Linked DNA regions of Sus scrofa: region 1 is linked to region 2. The links are chromatin contacts, called in public Hi-C maps. All regions are on one chromosome and are shown on one strand. Each heading gives the region's core, a stretch centred on a gene start, on an enhancer-like site or on the middle of the called end of the contact. The rest is flanking DNA. Distances are from core to core; before and after follow the strand shown.

What was found. Hi-C and Micro-C count contacts between places; a contact is called where the count stands out from the background.
Region 1: a Hi-C map of fetal skeletal muscle shows a contact between it and region 2, with 2.5 times the contacts expected there. The contact joins the enhancer-like site here to the promoter of LOC102159548 in region 2. A contact is called at or near these places in 3 of 47 Hi-C or Micro-C datasets (epiblast stem cells, fetal skeletal muscle and fibroblasts) and 2 of 2 datasets of contacts at active chromatin or transcription factors (alveolar macrophages and skeletal muscle).

What each region holds. Positions count from the first base shown.
Region 1 is chr7:94,936,897-94,942,325 of Sscrofa11.1, forward strand. It overlaps SIPA1L1 (signal-induced proliferation-associated 1-like protein 1), which reads left to right. Exons shown (of 27, transcript XM_021099427.1): 5 at 5,219-5,429. Among named protein-coding and RNA genes, the nearest start is that of SIPA1L1, 150 kb to the left of the region's middle. Within about 2 kb of position 2,090, at least 2 of the 83 cell types and tissues checked have an H3K27ac peak or open chromatin away from gene starts, as enhancers often do. A contact at or near this core is called in fetal skeletal muscle, where this site is marked.
Region 2 is chr7:94,789,257-94,794,663 of Sscrofa11.1, forward strand. It overlaps LOC102159548, which reads right to left and starts at 1,370. Exons shown (of 2, transcript XM_013989147.2): 1 at 830-1,370. The coding sequence starts at 1,370. It overlaps SIPA1L1 (signal-induced proliferation-associated 1-like protein 1), which reads left to right and starts at 579. Exons shown (of 27, transcript XM_021099427.1): 1 at 579-652; 2 at 1,257-1,316.

The sequences.
Region 1 (5,429 bases), core at 840-3,339, 150 kb after region 2:
GTTCTGTTAGGGACATAGAGAGAGTAGACACTGGGTAGCAACAAGCAGACTCAGCTACATTGCTAAGTAAATGTTCTTTGAATGAACAAGTGAAAATGAAGGAGATGTTATAGAATCAAGGCTTTTGGTGCAAATACTGTACAATTACCTTTTTTTTTTTTTTTTTTTTGGTCTTTTTAAGGGCAGCACCCGCAGCATATGGAGGGTCCCAGGCCAGAGGTCTAATCAGAGCTGTAAGCTGCTGGCCTATGTCAGAGCCACAGCAACGCCAGATCCGAGCCACGTCTGTGACCTACACCATAGCTTGCGGCAAGGCCGGATCCTTAACCCACTGAGTGAGGCCAGGGATCAAACCTGCAACCTCATGATTCCTCGTTGGATTTGTTTCCACTGCTACATGATGGGAACTCCTATACAGTTACTTTTCATGGACTATATTTTTTCAACCATAAAATCAGATTGATCAACCACATATCTAAAACATGAAATACTTGGGTTGCTTTGCCCTCTAAATCACAGTGTTAGTTTATCTTTAGGCATATGTGGCTTGGGCCAGAATTGTAGGCTAATGAGAGGAGAGAGGTTTGGGGTCTGACATACCTATGTGGACACACTTTCATTCTTGATTAGCAATAGTTTATTTTACTGAATTACTGTGGTTTTTTGGTTTATAGAAATAGCTATGTAACTTATGTAGTTTTAGAGCTATTTTTTCAGAAGTTTATCTTTTCACTTCTGCCCTGGTGATTTTCCTAATGCGGACACTAAAACTAAATGTTTTAATCACTAACGCATGATTTCTTAAGTGATATATATACACATAGTAGTGCCAACCTTTACCACTGTAATACTCTTGAAATACAATTTCTTAAAAATTGGAAAAGTTCTAAGTGTTTTGAAGTTTTCTTGAAATTGAGAATGATATCAGTTTTCAAAATTATCATCAATTGGTGCCATATTTATTTAACTGGTATTTTGGTAGGATATTTATTCATGGTTTTCTTTTCTTCTTCTTCTTCTTCTTCTTCTTTTTTTTTTTTGCCTTTTTAGGGCCGTACCTGTGGCATATGGAAGTTCCCAGGCTGGAGGTCAAATTGGAGTGACAGCGGTTGGCCTACACCACAGCCACAGCAATACTGGATCCGAGCCATGTCTGCGACCTATACCACAGCTCAGGGCAACGCTGGATCCCTGACCCACCAAACGAGGCCAGGGATTGAACCCGTATCCTCATGGATACCAGTCGGGTTCATTACCACTGAGCCACAATGGGAATTTCCCTTTTTTGTTTTTTTTTTTGTATTTTTTAAACTTGCGGTATAGTTGATTTACAGTGTTGTGCCAGTTTCTGCTGTACAGCATGGTTACCCAGTGATACATATGTGGGTATACACATTCTTTTACTCATATCAGCCCTTATCATGTTCTATCCCAAGAGATTGGACACAGTCCCTGGTGCTGTGCAGTAGGAATGGTTTTCTTTTATCTTCTAGATTCTGACCCCAGAATTTAAAAGAAAACTCTTTCTTCCTGGTCATTGAGACTGCTTTGATCAGGATTGCCCTGCGAACTTTCTGAAGAGAAGGGTCCTGTGAGGAACCTTAAAAATAGGTTTTTGTTGGCTTCTTCTCTGGGGCAATACTCATGTACTCTGCACTCCATTGAAAATATGCTCTCTTCCTTCATTCTTTTGTGCCAAGCAATCGGAAACGGGCTTTCCCAAACCATTTCCATGTGAAGAATGGGCTGCTTTTATTACTTATGTGAAAAAGTAAATTCCAGGGACCCTCAGCTGCAGGATGGCTCTTTCTTCCCAGCTGCTGCCCTTCCTCTGTGGAGGATGCGGGTTGCTGAGACAAGGCTTTGTCTGTTGCATGTAAAATGAACTTTGTTTGGCCCTCCCTCAAGCAGCTTCAAGTGCATAAGTGTCCAGCTGGACATTCCTCACCAGATGATAATTTAAATGCAGGTCAAATTTAGAACCCAACTTATATTAGTTTAAAAATAGACACTGCTTTAGAAAGCTGACCTCTGGTACTTTTGGGGCTTGGGGATCAGCTAGGCCATTTCTTGTGATTCACACAGCTGTTTTAGACTGAAGGGCAGTGCACATGTAGGCGAGATGGAGCCAGTGTCCTTGTGACTTCCCAGTCTTCCTGCTACCCCAGTTTCTTCCGTCTCCATGCATTACTCCCAGTAAATTCATGGCAAGTATATCACAGACTAGAGTCTGATTTCTGTATATTAATTTTATTGGAGGCTTTCCAGTTTGACTAAAAAGGGCTCAAGAACACAGAAAAAAAAATCTAACAGGTTAATTTCAAGGTAATAAGACTTTATTACATGATGTATTCTTGGGTTTTATTTAGATGAGTCAGAGATTTCCCTCAGGGGACAGGGTAAGCATTGATCACCTTAAAGATGAGAAAGCTAAGATCCCTGGCAGCTTTCACCTGGGGCTGGAAGTCAGTTTATCAAATGATGTAGCATAATGTTTATAATATGCAAGTGAGTTACTGGTTATCAAAATACACAGTCATTTTATCATGTCTCATTTATTACCCCAAATCTAAGGTTTACATAATGTGTTCAGCAAAAAAGTTAATGGGGGTGTTCCACTGTGGCACAGTGGGTTAAGACTCCGACTGCAGCAGCTCAGGTTGCTGTGGAGGTGTGGGTTCGATCCCTGGCCTGGTGCAGTGAGTTAAAGGATCCAGAATTGTTGGAGCTGCAGATGGGATTCAGTCCCTGGCCCAGGAACTTCCATATGTCACGGGTGTGGCCATAGAAAAGAAAAGTTAATAGGGTAAAGTTGAGATTGGGAGGAGTTTATTACTAGCTTTTTTTAATTATCGGAGAAGCAAACATATTAAGCTTGCATGGATATTGAGTTACTCCCTAAATCTTGTCCAAAACTGAAACAAAATAGTAAGTTTAAAGTTTTAAGTCTTGCATTATTTAGAGTTAAATAAAAAAAAATTGTTAAGGGCAGTTTTTTTCTTTATAATTTAAAGAGGTAAAAATAAGCTTTTTTTTTTTTTAATGAAGTAAAATTTGTCTTTATTTCTGGATACCAGTTTCCATACAGTCTTTGTTTTGTGTGTGTGTGTGTGTGGCCACGCCTGCGGCATGTGCAAGTTCCCAGGCCAGGGTGGAATTTGTGACATAGCAGTGACCTGGGCCAGCTGCTGCAGTGACAATGACAGATCCTTAACCCACTGCACCACAAGGGAATTCTCACTTGTCATACAGTTTTAATGGCTACCATCTCTGCTGACACCTTTGTATGATAATACTTTGTTTTGGGTATCCCTCAAACAACTTGGAGGCCAATTGGACATTGATCATTAGATGGTAATTTAAATGTTTCTTTGAGACTGATTACCTTTAAACAGAATTAGGATTTAAACAGAAATGTTAAACATTGGGTCTTTTTGGTAAATTTAGCAATACAAAATTACATATATTATTTTGTGATACACTTGTGCTAGTAATGTTATTTTTTTTACCTCAAAACAATTATCTTTTAAAGAGAGAAAATATGGAGTTTTTGCTTGCTTTTTGTTTATAAAGGTAAGAGTATATTGTATATACTCTGTGTGTGTATGTGTGTATAATCCATGTTATAGTAATTGACATGTTTCTGACAGAGGGCTACTGTGAATATTTTTGCATTGCCAAAGTCATGTTTGGACGTGCTAGCTAGGATGGGACATGTCATACAGTGACATTGTTTGACGCATTTGTGGAGACAGTTACGGTTTTTTCTTTGGTGTGTACCTATTTGGACAAAAGGAAAACACTTACTTGCCATAGTAATTTTTTGTCGTGACTTAAAAGCTAAAACTAAAAGAAGTAGAATTTCCTTCAAGTAGGCAACCTTAGGGATGAATGGCTACCTGATGATGTAGATACATACATTATAGAGAACATTTTCAAAGCTCCTGTTTTGAGAGCAGTCAAGATGCTTTCTCCTAAGATGTTTGTTCATTTAAATTAGTAAGAGTAATATTTATAATATCTTATTTTTTAATAATGCTGAGTGCTTAAGTAGTAAACACTCTCTTATTTTAATCCTTAGAGTCATCCTTTTAAATAGGTTATCTACATTTAAAAATAAAAAGAAACCACATCTACATATTAGATACATTTCTAACCTATTGGCAAGTGTCAATTAAAACTAGATTTTCCTCAGGCTCTTAATCAGTCTGGATTTTGTTTTCCTAGTAAGTCTTCATTACAACAGAAACTCAAGTAAAACTCAATGTGGCTCTTGGAATCTGAGCCGTCTTTGGGAGCAAGTGTCTGAGGTGTAAATTATAGTGTTCCCATGATGGTGATCATAACTCATTTGCTTTTTTCCTTGAGTATCTTCTTTTTGTCAGGCTTCATCTGATTAAGTTCTGGGGACATTGTATTTCCACAAACTGACACCATACCTGTCTTCATAGAATTTAGGGACTTAGTGGAAGAGATATGAACAAATAGTGTGGTCACACAAGTAAGTGTGTGTGTGTCTGTGTGTGTGTATACATATATATATAGTAGGAAGTGAGCTGGAAGCAGTATGCCCATGTGTTTCCAATAGTTTAAAGGAGCAACCCAATGTTTTATTTAAATACCCACAGACAAGAAGCAAGAAATGGGATTTACAGGTTCCATTTTCAGCAAATTGTACATGAAAGCAGGTTATTTGGGAATATGAAAACATACCTGATATCCTCATTCAATTCAGGGTGTGTACAGGGCGAAGGTGGGAGAGGAGGGGGATGGGCAGGGGAGAAAGCGCTTCTGAGAAGATGAGTGGGGATTATCCAGATGGGGACGTGGAAGGTAGGAAAATATTTTAGCCAACCCCCCACTGCTGGCAAGAAAGCTGAACGTGTTTAACAAGCTTGAAGATTAGTGTGGCTGGAACATAGTAACTGGGGACACGACGCCTTCAGGGTTGAAAAGATTTGCTGGATTATCATGCAGGGGCTCTTCGACCTTGTTGGGAATTTTTAGTTTTACGCCCAGTGTAATGAGAAGCCGTGGAAGGGCTTTAGGCCAGGGTGTGTTGTGCATTGCAGAGGCCCCGTGGTTGCTGTGTTCAGCAGAGCCTAACAGAAGGTGGCAAGTATGGAGGTGGGGGGGGGTCAGTTATGCAGATTTTTACTCATATTATCCTGGGACATAAAGGCGTTGACTACTTTTTTTTTTTTCTTTCCCAAACTAGGTCTGGAATTTTTAGTTTTCACGTTTGGGATGACCTTTAGTGCTCCCCCCAAGCAGAACATGGGCTCCTTGAGGTCCTGTGCTGTGGTCTTACTCCCTGCAGTGTGCACATGGCCCTGAGCAGAGCCTGACACAGAGAAAGTGCTCAGTAAATAGCTCTGAACTGACCGATTGACGGCCTGAGAAAAATGCACTTCTGTTTTCTGCTCATC
Region 2 (5,407 bases), core at 120-2,619:
GCGGGGGAGGGGGGGAAGTGAGAGGTAGCATAAGGAGTTGGTGGGGTTTGGGTGATGAGATTAGAGTGGAAGGCTGAAAAACTAGATATATGTAGGAAACTGGGGGTTCACACATGCGCTGGCTTCTGTGGCAGTAATCTGTCCCAGAATCCTTAAAAAACAATTAGCTTCATTTGCCAAATTTAGCCAGATAGCGTGACGCTGTTCTTCTGCAAAATCCCTCTCAAAGAGTTTAAAACTCCTTTTCCCGCTTCTAGCCCTTGCTTTCTCCACCATTAGGGCGTCAGGCTAGGGAGAGGGGAGGCTGGAAACTGCACCCACGTTTGCTGCCTCGGCTCTCCGCAGGAGACAGGAATCCAGGGCTTTGCCGTCGTCATAGCAACTAAGAGACTAAGTTCCGCGGTTCCCCCCACCCCCTTCCTCCAACTCCTTCCACTTCCCCCGCCATCTGGGCTGAGCCGCTTCTCTCGCGAGATTTGAGCGCAGCACTGAGCAGCACATCGGTGATCTCACCCGAGACTTGGGGAAAGGGGAGGGAATGAAGGAGGGGAAGGAATGGGGCGGGGTGGTAGGGAGGCGGGGAGGGGAAGGGCGAGTGCGGCACCGCCACCGCCGGCAACTTTGTGAGCGAGTTCGCTGTGTGCGTGAGCAAGTGAGCAAAAGTCAGAGCGGCACTGAGTCCCCGGGAGGAGGGTCCCCAGGGAGGGCCAGGTCTGGGTTTCGGAGGCCGCCCCCTCTGTCATTTCATCCTCTCCCGCCTCCGTGGCTTCCTCCCCATTTCCTCCCCCCACCGATCCTCCTGGGCCTTTCTGCCCCCCGCTGTAGTTACCTGTCCCCTCCCCCACTCGGCGCCCACCTCGGAACTCCGGCCCTCCAGTCATCCAGCAATTGCTTCCCGCGTCGGCCGCCCCCTCAGCGCTTTCTCTTGGGGGCAGGCAGGCGGGATGAGGGGCGCTGAACATCGGAGGCGGCGCGAGCGGGGACCCGAGCGCGCAAACAATAGTTGATGCCCGGGGACCTGGGCACCTCCGCCTCCCCCAACTCTGCTGGGAACGCGGCCCCCGCCGGCTGCTCTCCAGCCTGCATTCCGTGTCTCCCTCGGAGCCAGGCTCGGGAGTTGGGCAGATTCCGCCCCCGCCTCCCCCGGGCCCCCCTCTGCTCTGCGCCCGCCCCGGCCTCGCCGCCTGCTGTTCTCCGCAGAGGAGGCGGCGAGTGAGCGCGCGCCGACCGTCTACACGGTTTCTCTTTCTCCCCAGGGAGAGCGCGCGGCGGACGCGCCCCGGACGCGCGGCCGCACCGGGAGGCCGGGCCGAGTGGTAAGTGGCGTCCGGGCAGGGTAGCGGGGGTGCAGGACTGTTGACAGCCCCCATCCCATTTCTGGCCGGGGCGCGGGTCCAGGGCCCGGAGCAGGACACCCGGAGGCCGGTCAAAGTTTTATTTCCGATTTGGTGGCGTGCAGATAGCGCAGCCCGGCGGGGGCGAGTCTGAGCTGCAACGCGCCCGGCGCGCGCGCGCGCGCGCACGCACCTCGGAATCCGAAGCTGCACAACTCTCAGCCAGGCGCCTGTGCCAGAGGCCAGGAGCCCCGCGCCCCCGTCTGGGTGCTGCGCCTATCCTGCTGCCCTCGTCTTCACCGGGCGACCCTTCCCCTTCAGTCACCTGGGTGAGAGCTTTGCAGGCTGTGCCGGAGGGCGGGCCGAGAGGTTAAATCGTGAGGAAGGGGGAAGAGCAGCTGAGTGCCCGCGGGTGGTTCATTTCTCTCCGGGGGGTCTGGTGGCGAGTGAAATCCCGGGATGCTCTAACCTGCTTTCCGTGGAGCAAGTAAACAGCAAGAGGGCTGGGGAGGCGTGAAGGTACTGCAAAAAAGAACTTTTTCTGCTTCGCCCCATCTGTTTCCAACTTCTCTCCTGACCTTAAAGGAAATTTGCCAGGCTCCCTCCCTATCGCTCCACGGCATTTCTAGGTGGACAAGTAATCGTGTTGGGCAGGTTGAAATTTCATCAGATTCACTGTTTGTAAAACATAGACAAGGGAGATGGCTCATTTTCAAGGAAAATGTTGTTTAATTGAGTTATTAGTATTCATTTTGAAGAGAAGCATTTGGGGACTGATGGATCCTAGGCTGCATTTACTTGATAGATTTTATTTTTCATGACGGGTATTTTAGAGGCAGCACTCACTGAAATTCTTACTACCTACTAAACGATTATGTTTCTAAACTGGGAGCCAGTGATATGATGCAAATTTCAGAGTAAAAGTGTCGACTTTCATCAGGTTCCAGGTCTCTCTGGATGAACTGGGGTTGGCGTTTCCTCTATAAAGCAAACCTTTCATGTTGAAACTCTGACTCAGACTCTTAAAGCCATTGTTTTTATACTGGTACTCTGTGGGAGTTAAGTGTCAACTTTCTCTCGTTTTCTCATATGGAATATTCGTCCAAGGCAAAGATTCTCTGACTTAATCTTTTGAAAAAGTACAAGATTAAGTCCTATAGAATCATTCTCTGCATCCAGTTTAGTAACAGTATTAATTTTCTATTTAATCCTGGTTTAATGACTTTTATAACTTTCTCCTTTTTCATTTTTCGAAAGCTTCAATTAAGCCACCTTTACCAGGAAAGAAAAAGTCAGTGGAAATAATATAAAACAGTGGTAACAGCAGTAGCCTCAAATAAAAGGTTTTCATAAAGCAGTTTATGGTCACTGATGTGTTGGACTAGTAGATGCCATGCCAGTTATTAATGAGTATATTAATGTTAAAACATTTTTCCCATCGAGTAAATTATTTATACTAAAGCATTAGCAATTAACAATGCATTTAAAATGATTTGGGTGATGATTTGCTTATAAATGGTTAGGAACGAAATAAGAGATTTTGAGGGTACATGGTTTTATGTGGCTGCCAACTTATTTTCTTATCTCATTATTCTTAAGTAAAGGACTCCTAAAGTTGACTGTATTGCTAGATTTCTCTACTTGACTGAGAGAACAAGTTTGTCAAGTGGCTCAAGACAGTCAGTAGGTGTTGCTGTTAGCTTCTCTGCGGTTCCTGGTACTGCCCCTTGAGTTTGAAATTGGAGTTCTGTGCAGTGAACTTTTTAGGTCTGAAGTATAAGGCAGTATTAGGTGTGACTTCATTGTAGGATTCCGTGGCAAGGTGGACTTGAATTTTGGTCATAAAAACTTCAAAACAGCTCACTGAAATTTATGTTTTGATTCTTTTAACTCTGTCCTTTCACTGTTAATTCCAGGCTTTCCTACTTTGCTTTTGCATTGAATTAGGTTTGTAATTTTAGTGTAGGTCTTCCCCCATTTCCTCACCCCCAGCCACATCTTGATTTTTTTTTAACAACTTTAAAATTTAAACAGCTGGTAACTTTATTGAAGTCACAGATTGAAGATGGCTTGAAATGAGCGATTTTGTAAAGACTTTGGAAGATCTTGATTGACTATGAGTTGAGATATGTATACGTTCTATCTTACATGTGCAGTTTGTTTTTCAATAAATGGCTTTTTCTATCTCTTTGAATTGTGAAGCAGGAGTGTGAGGAGAGGCAGAACAGTGTAAGCATACAGATTCTCTGAATCTTTGCAATGTAGGGGAATGTATGTAGGGATTGATGGCAACCTAATTGTGTGCTTCCTGTTGGTTCTCACTGTGTGCTGTCATTTCTGTTGGTCCCCATCAGTGCACATATGAAGTATGCCTAGCCGGAAGATTTTCAGGTGACATCGAAGATTTGAGCCTTTTGGTTCATTGACCAAGTCGGACTTTCTCCAAGGAAGGCAAATAGACTCATCTCCATAATGTAGAGCTAGTGCTCTGATACCATGTTTCTTTCTAACTTTGGACCCAAATCACAGAAGTTCATATCTCAAATTCAGAAAAGAAATTTCTGTTCGTAACATCACTGTATTTCTAACCTTTTGAGATTTGCAGCTAGTCAAACAGTATTTATTGAGTGCCTCTGCCTGGGAGGCAGGCATGCTGATGCGTTCTGTGATCCAGTGGTGAGAGAAAGAGTGTTCTTGGCCTCAAGGAACTTACAGTGCGGTGGAACCATTTGTAACTTTTCCTGGCCTGGTGTTTGATACCCTGAGGCCTCCACGAAAGCTTTGCAGAGCAGGCAATTATTTTTGATTTTACTTATTGAAATTAATTTTTGAAATGAATGGGGCCCAGCATTTGTCCTCCGAAGGAATCGGTTTCATATTTTTCAGCTATGGGATCTTAAAACATAATCAAATCTCTTTCTGTACTGGTTTTCTGAAATTTTTTTTTTTTTTTTTTTTTTTTTAGTCATGGGTGCAATCAATACTGACCAGCTTTGCTGCAAAAATTATGGTGACTCTGTGTACGAAAGTACTTTGTAAACTGTAAGGTCTTATTTGCAATTGCATTTTCTTACTTTCTGATGAACACATTCATAAATTGTTGGAGTTAGAAAGGAGATTGAACAAAAATCATTTTATAGATGAGGAAACTGCAGCCCAGAAAGTTGCAGTGACTTTTTCAATGGGATAGAAGAACTACTCAGGGATCACACAGTGATGGGAAGGTAGGGTTTCAGATTTAACTCTATGTTTTTATTTCCTGGCTTTTTTTCTCCGACCTTAGGGTCTGTTAGGTTAACCTTTACCTACTACCCTTCCCCTGATTCGTGTTCAGTATTTATTAAATGCTTAAAATGAGAAGCAAAACTTAATGAAACAAAATGTACATGAAGCTTGAAAAGCTATGAAAACTTCATTGATGTAGTGTTCAATACTAAGCTCAAGAGTGACTCAGATTACAAAGTTAAGGAAAGGGAAAGTATGAGTTAAAGTATTTTCATGGGAGAGCCTGTGAGCTGCTGCTGCTTTTTTTTTTTTTTTTTTTTTTAGGACTCTTGCTCAGTTCAGAGCATGGTATACTTGGATGCTCTTTAGAGAGGCCAAACTTAATTTGTTGTAGTTGACTATTCCCTTCCTAAACTCATTTTTCATTTGTAAAAGACAGTGGTTGTGCCTCCCTTATTTTTGGCATAGTGGCAACTTGAGACCCTTTCTCTCAGGTACATGTAAAGGTTACCAGGGGGTGGGGTTGGAGGCCAGGGAGGATCTGTTAGAGGAATAATTGTACATAAGACAGGAAAGTGTAACGGGAGCTCCCTGTTGAAAACGTGAGTGATTTACATAGCACCACCTTACGTTCTGCTGGAGTAATCTGAGCCAGGAGAGAAGAAATATCCCTGCCACTTGGGTGACTGCCCTTTAGGTGAGGGCCCTCCTTTCCCAGGGAGCATTGTCATTATGCTATTCCTTTGGTGTTTACAAAAATCTGTGTCTCTTCCACGGATGGTGCTGTTGAGATGTGGGTATCAGTCTGACCTTCTCTCCATTGCATTTCTCCTGTTTTGATCTGGGAA